3 separate regions of the Mus musculus genome follow, and regions 1 and 3 are each linked to region 2. A link is a contact called in public promoter capture Hi-C data. All regions are on one chromosome and are shown on one strand. The core of a region is the stretch at or near the end of the contact, and the rest is flanking DNA. Distances in the headings are between cores, read along the strand shown.

Evidence for each region. Promoter capture Hi-C pulls out the DNA fragments that hold promoters and counts their contacts.
Region 1: a promoter capture Hi-C map of liver shows a contact between it and region 2, with 8 times the contacts expected there. The contact joins the promoter of Npat here to the promoter of Stt3a in region 2. A contact is called at or near these places in 3 of 39 promoter capture datasets (cranial neural crest, liver and pre-B cells).
Region 3: a promoter capture Hi-C map of cranial neural crest shows a contact between it and region 2. The contact joins the promoter of Zfp426 here to the promoter of Stt3a in region 2. A contact is called at or near these places in 2 of 39 promoter capture datasets (cranial neural crest and maxillary cranial neural crest).

The regions. Positions count from the first base shown.
Region 1 is chr9:53,535,002-53,538,444 of GRCm38.p6, reverse strand. Npat (nuclear protein in the AT region) reads right to left here and starts at 1,398. Exons shown (of 18, transcript NM_001081152.1): 1 at 1,257-1,398. The coding sequence starts at 1,293. Atm (ataxia telangiectasia mutated) reads left to right here and starts at 1,774. Exons shown (of 63, transcript NM_007499.3): 1 at 1,774-1,882.
Region 2 is chr9:36,765,627-36,769,149 of GRCm38.p6, reverse strand. It overlaps Stt3a (STT3, subunit of the oligosaccharyltransferase complex, homolog A (S. cerevisiae)), which reads left to right and starts at 1,528. Exons shown (of 18, transcript NM_008408.5): 1 at 1,528-1,600. Gm26787 (predicted gene, 26787) reads right to left here and starts at 1,263. Exons shown (of 4, transcript NR_166654.1): 1 at 1,110-1,263.
Region 3 is chr9:20,491,369-20,494,529 of GRCm38.p6, reverse strand. Zfp426 (zinc finger protein 426) reads left to right here and starts at 1,784. Exons shown (of 9, transcript NM_001110309.1): 1 at 1,784-1,832; 2 at 2,079-2,144.

The DNA.
Region 1 (3,443 bases), core at 149-2,648, about 17 Mb before region 2:
AAATTATCCACTTTTCAATGTTCATACTACCAAACTCCAAAAGCCACTTTTGAGGCTATGATCATGGAATTTTATATGGATCACAAGACTGCTAAAAGTCGCAGTTCTTACCTAAACAATACGTATAGGTGGGGAGAAAAAAAATCATGTGAGTCTACTTTTAACCAATTTTGTATGAGCCTAATTTTAAAATTACAAGAAAGCTAAGTTTAAAAATCACAGGTATAAATTTAACTATCCAAGTCTGATGAAGATGAAAACATTCAAAACACTAGTTTTTGTATTTAAGTTTCTCAAAAAATGGACAGTAGAATCGTACAGAGCCTCTTAAATAAGTCCTGCCTAATGTGCAATTTTTATTTTTTGGACAGGGCTGGGCACAAAGCAAATGTTCGTAACGGCTGTGGAAACTATGGAATGAGTCCTCATACTTCGACCACTTTCTTTTAGAGATGTCCCAAATAACGTTTCAAAGTCACTGTCCAGTTTTGAGCCTAAGAGGCTCTTGTTCCCTACAGAACAATCCCTTTTATTCTTTCACAGGACAAACAACGAAAACAGTCTTTTCCAGAGACAGTATCTCCCGACCAACCAGTGGTCTATGAACAAACCCTTTTCGAAAATGGAGGAAAACGAGGGCTAGAACGTGTGCAACCAGAAGTCAGTCGTCGTACCTCCTAAATATTTGCTCAAGAACACGACACGCTGCCGTTCTGAAATATGCAATTGGCGTTTCAAGCCACTATGGTGGGCCAGGGGTGTGGGGCCCTCCCTGTGTCCCAAATTCCCAGTGCTAAGGTCGGGTTATGGGTAAGGGCGTCGGAAAGTCTTTCCACAAGGCTGGGCGGCCGGGGAAGCGGGGGTCCCCCCGCCTTTTCCTTTATCAGTCCCGGCTCTTGACAAGGGAAAGGGTAGGGGACACGCAGCCTCGTCCATCACGCAGGCGACACTCCTTCAGGTGTCCCAGCGGGCCTGGCTGTGCCTCGGAATCCAGGCCCCAGGTGTTCCCCGCCGAGCTTCTTTCTCCCTTCGGCTGCCCCCATCGCGCAGCAGGAGGAGAAGGGACATCCCTACACCGAGGAGCTTCGACTGTCCCAAGGCGCCGAGGGACCGAGCCTCTCCGCTAGTCTGAACTTGGACGGGAGCAGACCACTCCTCAGAGCTTCCCCACCCCGAGCAGCCCTCCCCCTCAGCCCCTGGTCTTTCCGTCCCCTCAGCCCGGGTCCGATCACCCGCCCTCCCAGGCCGCCGCTTACCCAATACCAGCCTGGCTACATCCGAGGGTAACAGCATGATCCGAGCTGCACAGGGAGCGGCCTGAAGGGACGAGACTCAACTCAAAGCAAACACGGCGACAGCCCCGGCGCCGCCGCATCTCCCGGTTCCACTGGAGGTGCTGAACCCGCGGCAATTTGTCCCGCCTCTTTCGTGCCACACTAACCAATCGCTTCCGCGGGAGACAGAAAGGCGCCGAAATGAAACCCGCCTCCGTTCTCCTCGGAACCGTCGTCATTTCCGTCTGCGGAGGGTTGTGGCCAGAGAGGACCTGGTGGCCGGCTGTGGGAGCGTCGGCCCCTGGGCGGAGTTGCGGGAGCGAGGGCAATCGCCATTGGTGCGCACTGCGCAGGCGCGTTTCCTCAGGCCGGGAGACTGTTTTGAGGGGAGCGAGTGTTTTGAGTTGGAGAGCGCGTGATGCCTACGCGCAAGCGCAGTCGTGCGGCGGCGCATGCCGACTTCTTCCTTTGGGGCACCCGTGCCTTACCAACTTGCTGCTTTATAGAGCCGGAAGCGGGAAGGCGTGCGTACAGAACCAGCTGCTAGATCCGTGCACGCGGGAAAAGGCGAAGCGACCTGGGTTTGCATTGGCAGGCAGAATGCAGCGGTAGGAGCGAGGGACGAACGCTCGGGGACTTCTGTGAGGGGAAAATTCTCTTCTGAGCCCATCTTTCCTCAGCTTCCGAATGGCTCTTACCCCTTCTCTGCAGAACGGCCGTCATCTTCTCCCTCTTTCTGCAGACCCTAGATGGAGTGAGCCTAAATCTTCCCTTCTGCACGTCCCTCTTTCCTATCTGTCATCTTAAGGGTTCTGGTCGATCTAGATTTTTTAAATCTCATACTTTAGTCTCAGAGCGTTTATTTATATTTAAGCTACAGGTTTGCACATGTTCGTAGTTAAGAGCACTGGCCCTTGGAAATCACAGTCTCGTATTCTCATTGTCAGTTGTATTGCCTGTGTTGTCTGTAGTAGGTAAGTGGCAGCCACTCTGAGCCTTTGAAAATGTTTAACCTGCGCTCCTTCCCCGGTCCCACCCCCGCCACCTGGCACAGATAAGTAGACAGCTACTTTTTCAAAGCGACAATGTGATAGGAAAAACTGTGTTAGCCGAGGAAGGACTGGTTCTGTGGAAACTGAGCCTGAAAGAATCGACTTTGCTGCTAGATCTTGCCGGGTGTAAATTCTTCTGCAAGATGGTAGCGAAGCTTTCAGACAGAAGGAAGTGCATGGAAAGGCACAAAGTGTAACGAGCTCTTGTTATTGAGTGATACAGATTTTGCAAGTTTCCAGTGTATTGAAGCCAGAGGAAGGGATGAGAGCAAGAAGAGGAGGAAAAAAACAGTCATCAAATAGATTTATAAAGCGATCGTAAGAGAAGACAGTAACAGGATGACAGTTATACTGAATATTTGCTGTGTGTGTGTGTGTGTGTGAGAGAGAGAGAGAGAGAGAGAGAAAGAGAGAGAGAGAGAGAGAGAAAGAGTGAGATAGTAAGAGAGAGAAAGAGAAAGTAGGTGTGTGGTGGGGGAGAGGGAAACAGAAACGGAAACGAACTCCTTAAAGTAGATACTGGTATCATTTTCTCATCTAGCATCCAGAAAACAGGTGCCAGTTTAACCAACATGTTGCAGGTTGGATAACTGTTAATTGAATGGACCTGGATCCGAACAATACAGCCTGACCATAGAACCCACCCTTTTGCAACCCAGGCTAGCCCCTAACTCACAATTGTGCTGCCTGAGCCTCCCCTAGGCCTGCAATACCTGACTGAGCCCCAGTGCTTTTTACCACTAGCCAAGACTAACATGCCACAGGTGGGGTTATTTCTGGGAAGGGGAGATGTAATTATTGTCAAAATGCATCAACTTGACTGAACCCTCAAAAGGAAGATTTGATTTGTCTGTTCAGGGGCTGTTGCTTAGGAAGCTTTTTTAGTTGAATGTTGGGAGCTGAACTATGTTACTTGTTTTAATGTCTCAGCATTTGTTCACTTGATAGCTCTCTTCATCTAGTTGGATAGCTTTGGTTCTGCCACCCACCACTATTTGGTTGGTTGGTTTGTTTGTTTTTGAGTCAGGGTTTCTCTGTTGCCCTGGCTGTCCTGGAACTCTTTCTGTAGACCAGGCTAGCCTTGAATTCAACAGATCTACCTGCCTCTCTCTCTTTC
Region 2 (3,523 bases), core at 279-2,778:
TCCTGGGTAATCAAATGCAAGATTGTAGATTGTAAGGGGGCAACTGTCTTTACCCACCAAGCCCTAGCATTGTCCCTAGTCCTGACCTTAGCATTTTTTTTTTTTTTTTTAAAATAAAACGTCTGAGGTGACCTCCCACCATATAATGCCGTGGTAAAAGTCTTCGTCAGTTTCGGGCACTGTAATCTTTTGTTTCCCAGACTCTAGAACTGTGAGAAATAATTTATCTATGTAAGAAATTAAGCTAGGTTTTGAAGCCACAGGAGTTTGAATGTATGTAAAGTCCTCATGCTTATCTCCTTCAGATTAAGATGCCTGGAATTAGCTCCTCCTGCCTCAGACTCTGGGAGCACTGGCATCACAAGTGTGTGCTTTGCCGTTATTCTTGCTAAAATAAAACTACATGGAACATTTACTATAAAAACAAAAGAGAAGAGGTATTGAGTTAGGTCCTGGTGTAAAAACTGGTCATGAGCATTTTGAGGAAATGCATTATTGTAATAAGTACTGATTTCAATAGTTGGTGCTTCCCTTCATGGGAGAGGAAAAGAGAAGCCAGCGTCACTGGCACCAAATATGAATGGTATCTGGATGGTCTAATCTTACCGTAGCCTTTGGTTTGAGGCTTGTAAGGCATGGAAGTGTTCGAATTAGTACATCTGTTTATATGTATATATCGGAAAAGACTGGAGTTTGGCAGCTGAAACCCCTTCCTGTGCCCGTTCTCAGTACCATCCTCGGAGGGCCCGGGAGGAAAGGTCACCCTCGCAGGGGCCCGGCGATGCTAAGCTGCTCCTGATTGCCCAGGGCTAGCCGCTCCGAGCCTTGAGATAATTTCTGCAGGCTATTGCCGGCTCAGCCCGACTCGGGCGGTGACACCCTAAAAAGGCCTCCCGGGCCCTTCCATAAAGTCAGACCTGAGTGAAACGTTTCGGTGAAATTTGTCAAAGGTCCCTTTATCGAGGTTACTGCAAACACAGAAACAATTCTTGGGCTTATTAGTTGACACATCTTACACAAGGTGGGTTCGTGTGAACCATGGAGGCTGAGAGTTTTCACAACATATCTTCTCTCCTTTAACCGTTTAATAGGTAACGGGCCATTTCTACCTTAAAAAACAAACGGATCTGCAGCCCAACTTTTCCGGACGTGGTACGACTGCCGCTTTCTTTACGTATTTCCGCTTCTGCTCATGTGACCAGGGTACAGCGTCCACTCCTTCCTATCGCCGCTCCTTCCTGGTCCGCAGACCGACACGTCACTGCTCGGCTCTCAACCAAACTGTTCAGAGCACGCTCTTTCCGCGCGTTTCGCTTTCCCGCGCCGGCCTATCACAGTTCGGTGGGACTTCATAGTCACGCCTCTCAACAGGGTGAATGACAGTCACATTGTCCATTCAAAAGGAGGAATCCAGACTCGATCCACGCCCTCGAAATGACAGACAGAACCGTTATCCTGTCGGTCCCCTGAAATATACATCGACGGAGGCTAGCCAATGCGGAGCGGGCAGGGAGGCGGGCCTTGGCTGCTGTCAGGGTTGAGTGCGCCGCTGAACGGATGGCAGGGGGAGCAGAGTGGGTTCCTGAGGAGCATCCGTGAGGTGAGAAACTCTGGGGTAGCGCTAGAGGATTAGCGGCAGGTGCCGCGCGGGCTGTTGGCCGGCCCGAACGAGGTGCTGGACACAAGCCTGTAGAGGTGGGGAGCAGAGCCTGCCTGCGGCCTGGGCGGAGGAGGGGGCGTGGAGTGTGAGATGGGGACGTCCAGGCATTGGGGCACCAGACGATCTGAGGAAGGGTCTTGGCAGAGCAATGCACTCTGGCCATGAGGGCGTGGGGCACAGGATCCTGGGACTAGCTTGGAAGGGCCACGCGGAGTGTGCTGAGATAGTGGGTTCGAAGTCAGTGAGGGTGCACAAGATGACGTGGAAACGTATGTGGGAAAACCACCGAGGCTGCAGCCCTAGAATTTAGAGCTCGGGTGGGTCAAGGCTTGCAGACACAGCTGAGAAGCAGAGAGATGATGAGCAGATAAGAAAAGCGTCCTTTCCCTTTCTGTACCCTATCGGTGTGTGGAGATTGCCAAGAACGGTATGAAAACTCGCAGTGTTTAGCTTTAAAGTCCAGGTTTTAGCACTCTCGCTGCCTTTGCTTACTCTTCAGGTGTGTGGATCATATTAGCTCAGTGGTGTTTAGTTTCCATGTCACTTATCTCCTGAGAACAACTACAAACCCAAGAGATGGGACTGAGTTGTTCACTTCCCAGAATTAGTGCGTGATAAGCCTTCCCTTTGGAATTATAATTAATCACACCAGCCCAAACTGCTCTTTTGGTATAGTTAATTAAAGGAAAGATGTTAGACTTCGCAGTGTGAGTCTTCGTGTTTTCCATTTTGTCCAGTGTTTTCCTTTTGCAACCCCCTGGTCCCTGGAAAGAAGGGAACAAGATAATGCAGTTTCCCCTTTCCCAGCATAGTTTTGAACAGTGCTACGTTTTCTCAGTTGCCACACTCTTTGTTTCTTAGTCCTTAACATACCAATTGTCTATAATTGATCACCATTCTGAACTGTCTGCAGATTGCTTCCCTTACCACCATTCCAAAATTTATTCTGGTCTAGAAGAAACAAAATTATTATTATTATTATTGTAATTTTGCTCTAGATTTTCATCTGGTGCTCCAAGTTCTCTCTGGGTCATGAAATGAGTTACAGGGAAATAGACCTGAGCAGTAGTTACAGTTTGAACTTTGAAAATGAATATGTAGTGGGTGGCCTGAGTATATTTCTCTCTTGAGTGCATGGATTGAACTTGCATTAGTGACCACCTGCTCTTTAGTTGGCCAGAGAGCATGCACACTGGGATTTGGAACAGAAAAAAGCTTGTAGCCAATCAATTGAGGCTTAGATTTATAGCTGGAAATTATGTCTAGTCAGTCATGATTTCTAGATTTCTCCTTTCACTTCAGTAAGTAATGTTCATTTCCACTTTCCCTCCCTTCCCACTTACCTTCCTGCCCAAATTACCTCCCCCTCTTTCCCCACCTTCAGCCCCACTTAACTTTCTCTGTGGCAGGGTCTCACATTAACCCAAACTGACTCAGAACTTAACTGGGTCCATGCTGAACTCAACAGTACAGTGATCCTCTTCCTCAGTATCACCAAGTGTTGGGAATCTAGACATGGGCTAGTGTACCTGGCTTGTACGCTCTCCTCTCATGCCCACTTATGTTTCCGTGATTATTTTCTTTTTCCCTTTTAACAAGTACCTTTGTTTGGTTTTCCCTCTTTCTATTTTCACGTCCTTTTCTACTTTCCTTTCTCCTCCACTTCTGTTTCTTTCTGATCCTTGTGTCTTACTTTTGCTAGTTGTACTTGGTTGCTGTGCAACTAGGAAACAGAATTGTGGGTGGAATATATATTTCTTTTTGTAGTACTGAAAGATGGAAACCAGGGCTTTTTTGCCTTCTAGGCAAATACTCCGTTGTTGAATTACATGGGCAGCCCTTTTAAATAATTTTATCTTGGGA
Region 3 (3,161 bases), core at 535-3,034, about 16 Mb after region 2:
AAGACCTTCGGAAGAGCAGTGTACTGGCTAGTTTTGTGTCAACTTGACACAGGCTGGAGTTATCACAGAGAAAGGAGCTTCAGTTGGGGAAATGCCTCCATGAGATCCACTTGTAAGGCATTTTCTCAATTAGTGATCAAGGGGGAAAGGCCCCTTGTGGGTGGTGCCATCTCTGGGCTGATAGTCTTGGGTTCTATAAGAAAGCAAGCTGAGCAAGCCAGTGGAAGCAAGCCAGTAAGAAACATCCCTCCATGGCCTCTGCATCAGCTCCTGCTTCCTGACCTGCTTGAGTTCCAGTCCAGTGTGGAATTGTAAGCTGAAACCCTTCCCTCCCCAACTTGCTTCTTGGTCATGATGTTTGTGCAGGAATAGAAACCCTGACACTAAGACAAGCAGTTAGTGCTCTTAACCGCTGAACCATCTCTCCAGCCCACACCCCAGTTCCTTTCTTTAAAAAAAATTTTTTTTTTTTTTTGCCAGCTGGGCAACATGACCCTGGGTCAGATCTATTTGAAAAGAACAACACTGGTGTACTTAAATAATCTTGGCAATATTTTTGTGTAAATAACCCATCTGACCAAGTGGCTAGACTTGTAGTCTCCTGTCTCTTAAATTGTTCAAAGTCTAATCAGGGGCTGGGACCTAGAGGTTTTAAGGATGAGTGTGTGTAAAATGCCTAACTCTAAGGTATATATAATTACATTTGAGGTCAACTCATATTTGGCCATGTGCTTTAGTAAAGAGCTTTTCCTTGAGCTCTAAGTGTGCAGTAAGAAAGTCTGCCTTTTCACTGAGAAGTCATACTGGCATATTGTTTCTGAAGCAACGCAAGCCCCTGGTTGAGCAAGTTCATGGCAGAGAGGGTAAATGGGTCTCTTGACAAACTGATCTTGCATCCTGTAATAGATCAGGGCCATAAATGCTTTTACTTTCGTCAGAAAGTGATTATAGCTTCATTTCTCTTTGACTCGCATTGACCAACAGATGTCAGCAGAATTCAGCCTAGTAACATTACAGTTTTCAGCCTCTCAACTGTTGCGTGGTTAAACTGGCTCTTCATTCATGTTATTAGGGACCATCAGTAACCAGGAGTGTCGAATCTGAGTGACTGGGCATTTTTCCTGTGACTTGAGATGACAAAAACCCGGATTTGAGCTTACTGTTTGCTTAGGGCATTCAATAGAACCGGGGACTTGGGAAAACAGTTGCTGGGAAAGATGCAGATACGCGGTTAAGACGAGTTCAAGACCCACCCAGTAACTACTTCAGGATTCTCAGTCAGAAACCCAGTTATTTCCATTGGGCTCCTGAGGCTGGTGGAATGGGCTTAGGTAGGGTAAATCTGTTGAAGCACCCTTTATGGTCGCAGCCTACGAAATACAATTTCAACATCTTGAGAGGTCTAGATGATTACGGAAGCGAGACTGCCTTCTGTTTCCTACTGGACTAGGGTGCACTAGAAAGCAAGGGTTCTAAGAATGCAGCGATGGCAGGCAAAAAAATTTCCTGAGCGGACGCTGGGTACCCACAAGAAACCCTGTGGTTAAAGGACTTACTGGTCCTGGCACCACCGTTGCCCGGCTCACAGCCTGGATTCTAATTCTGTCTTGTCCTGGAGACCAGCGTCGGCCTCCAGCTCCCGCGGTGAAGCCCTTACAGCCCCTCCGCCCTGACACTGCGGAGAAACTAGAAATCTGACAGGAATTCAACCGAGGTAGACTCCCGGGCCTGGCTCTGCAGCAGACCGAGCGCGAGCGGAAGTGACGTCATGCCCGCGCCCGTCTCTTCCGGCTCTTATCTGCACTGAAGAGTTGCGGAGTTGCCTGGCATTCGTGAGTTCTGCGGTACAAGGACTACCTGGAGGCGGAGGGGGAGATAGAGAACGAGAGTGCAGAGCTCTGCTCCGCTTGCCACGGCGCCTCCGGGCGCGGCCAAGCCTGAGTCCTCTCTGGCTGTCAGTCGCCAGGCTGGGGAAGTGCCCAGAGGGCGGGCCTGGCGATGGCTGCGGCTACGATGCTGCTCTTCAAAAGCCGCCCAAGCAAATTCTGTGCGAAAGGCTCTTTTATTTTTCTCCTCAGAAATGAAATTTTGCCGGAGTAGTTGGAGTGATCAGCGCCATACACCTTGCGATTTCAGCGCCTCTGGTGAGCACTCAGTGAAAGGTCGCTTTTGGAAAAAGCCGTATTCCCTTTTAAAAAAATATTAGAGACGAATGTCGGGGTGAGAACTTAATTCATATTGTTAGATTGTACTTTATTTAGTGAGTGCGTGTTTTATTTTGACCATTAGTTTCAGATACAGAGACAAATTTCTTAGTTACTTCGAATGTACGTCTTTCTTGAGAGAATATAAACATTGGTAGACCTCCAGCCCATTCATAAAAACCTAGCGGGCAAGCCTTTACTCACGGCACACAGGTGGCAAAAGGATTTCTGTGAGTTCTTGGCTAGTCTGGTGTACAAAATGAGTTCCAGGCCAACCAGTGCTACGTGGTGAAATACTGTATTTATTAAAAAACAAACAAGCAAAAACCTAACAAACAATAATAGTGAGCTTTTTTCCACCTCCAAAGTTCCTAGGCCTGTGTTTGTTTCCTCATCCCTTTATCTCTCTGTGCTAGTGGTCCATTCAGGGCCTTGTGCGTGATACACATACTTTTCTCTTCGTTCTTAGATCTGTTCATCACTAAACTGCTTGGAGCTCACAGAAGAAATGTGGAAAGCTAGATTATTAAAAATCATAGAATTAACTATTAAGAAGATTGATAAATTAGTGTTCTCTCCCCAACAATCCCCCCCCCCCCATTTCTCTTTTTAAAAAAAACTTAGACGTACTAGCATATTTGATGGTCCAGTATCTGTTATGCTGCAGTCACCTCTTGCAGCAGTCCGTGTCTACTCTTTCCCCAGCAAGATATATTGTATGGTGACTTGTTTGCTAAGATGTAAACTGAAAATAAAGGGCAACATGGTAGCACATAGCAGTGATCTCAGGAGTTGGAGCAATAGGAACATGATTTCTTTTCTTTTCTTTCTTTCTTTTTTTAGATTTATTTATTTTATATATGTGACCACACTGTCACTGTCTTCAGACACACCAGAAGAGGGCATCAGATCTCATTGTAGATGGTTGTGAGCCACCATGTGGTTGCTGGGATATGA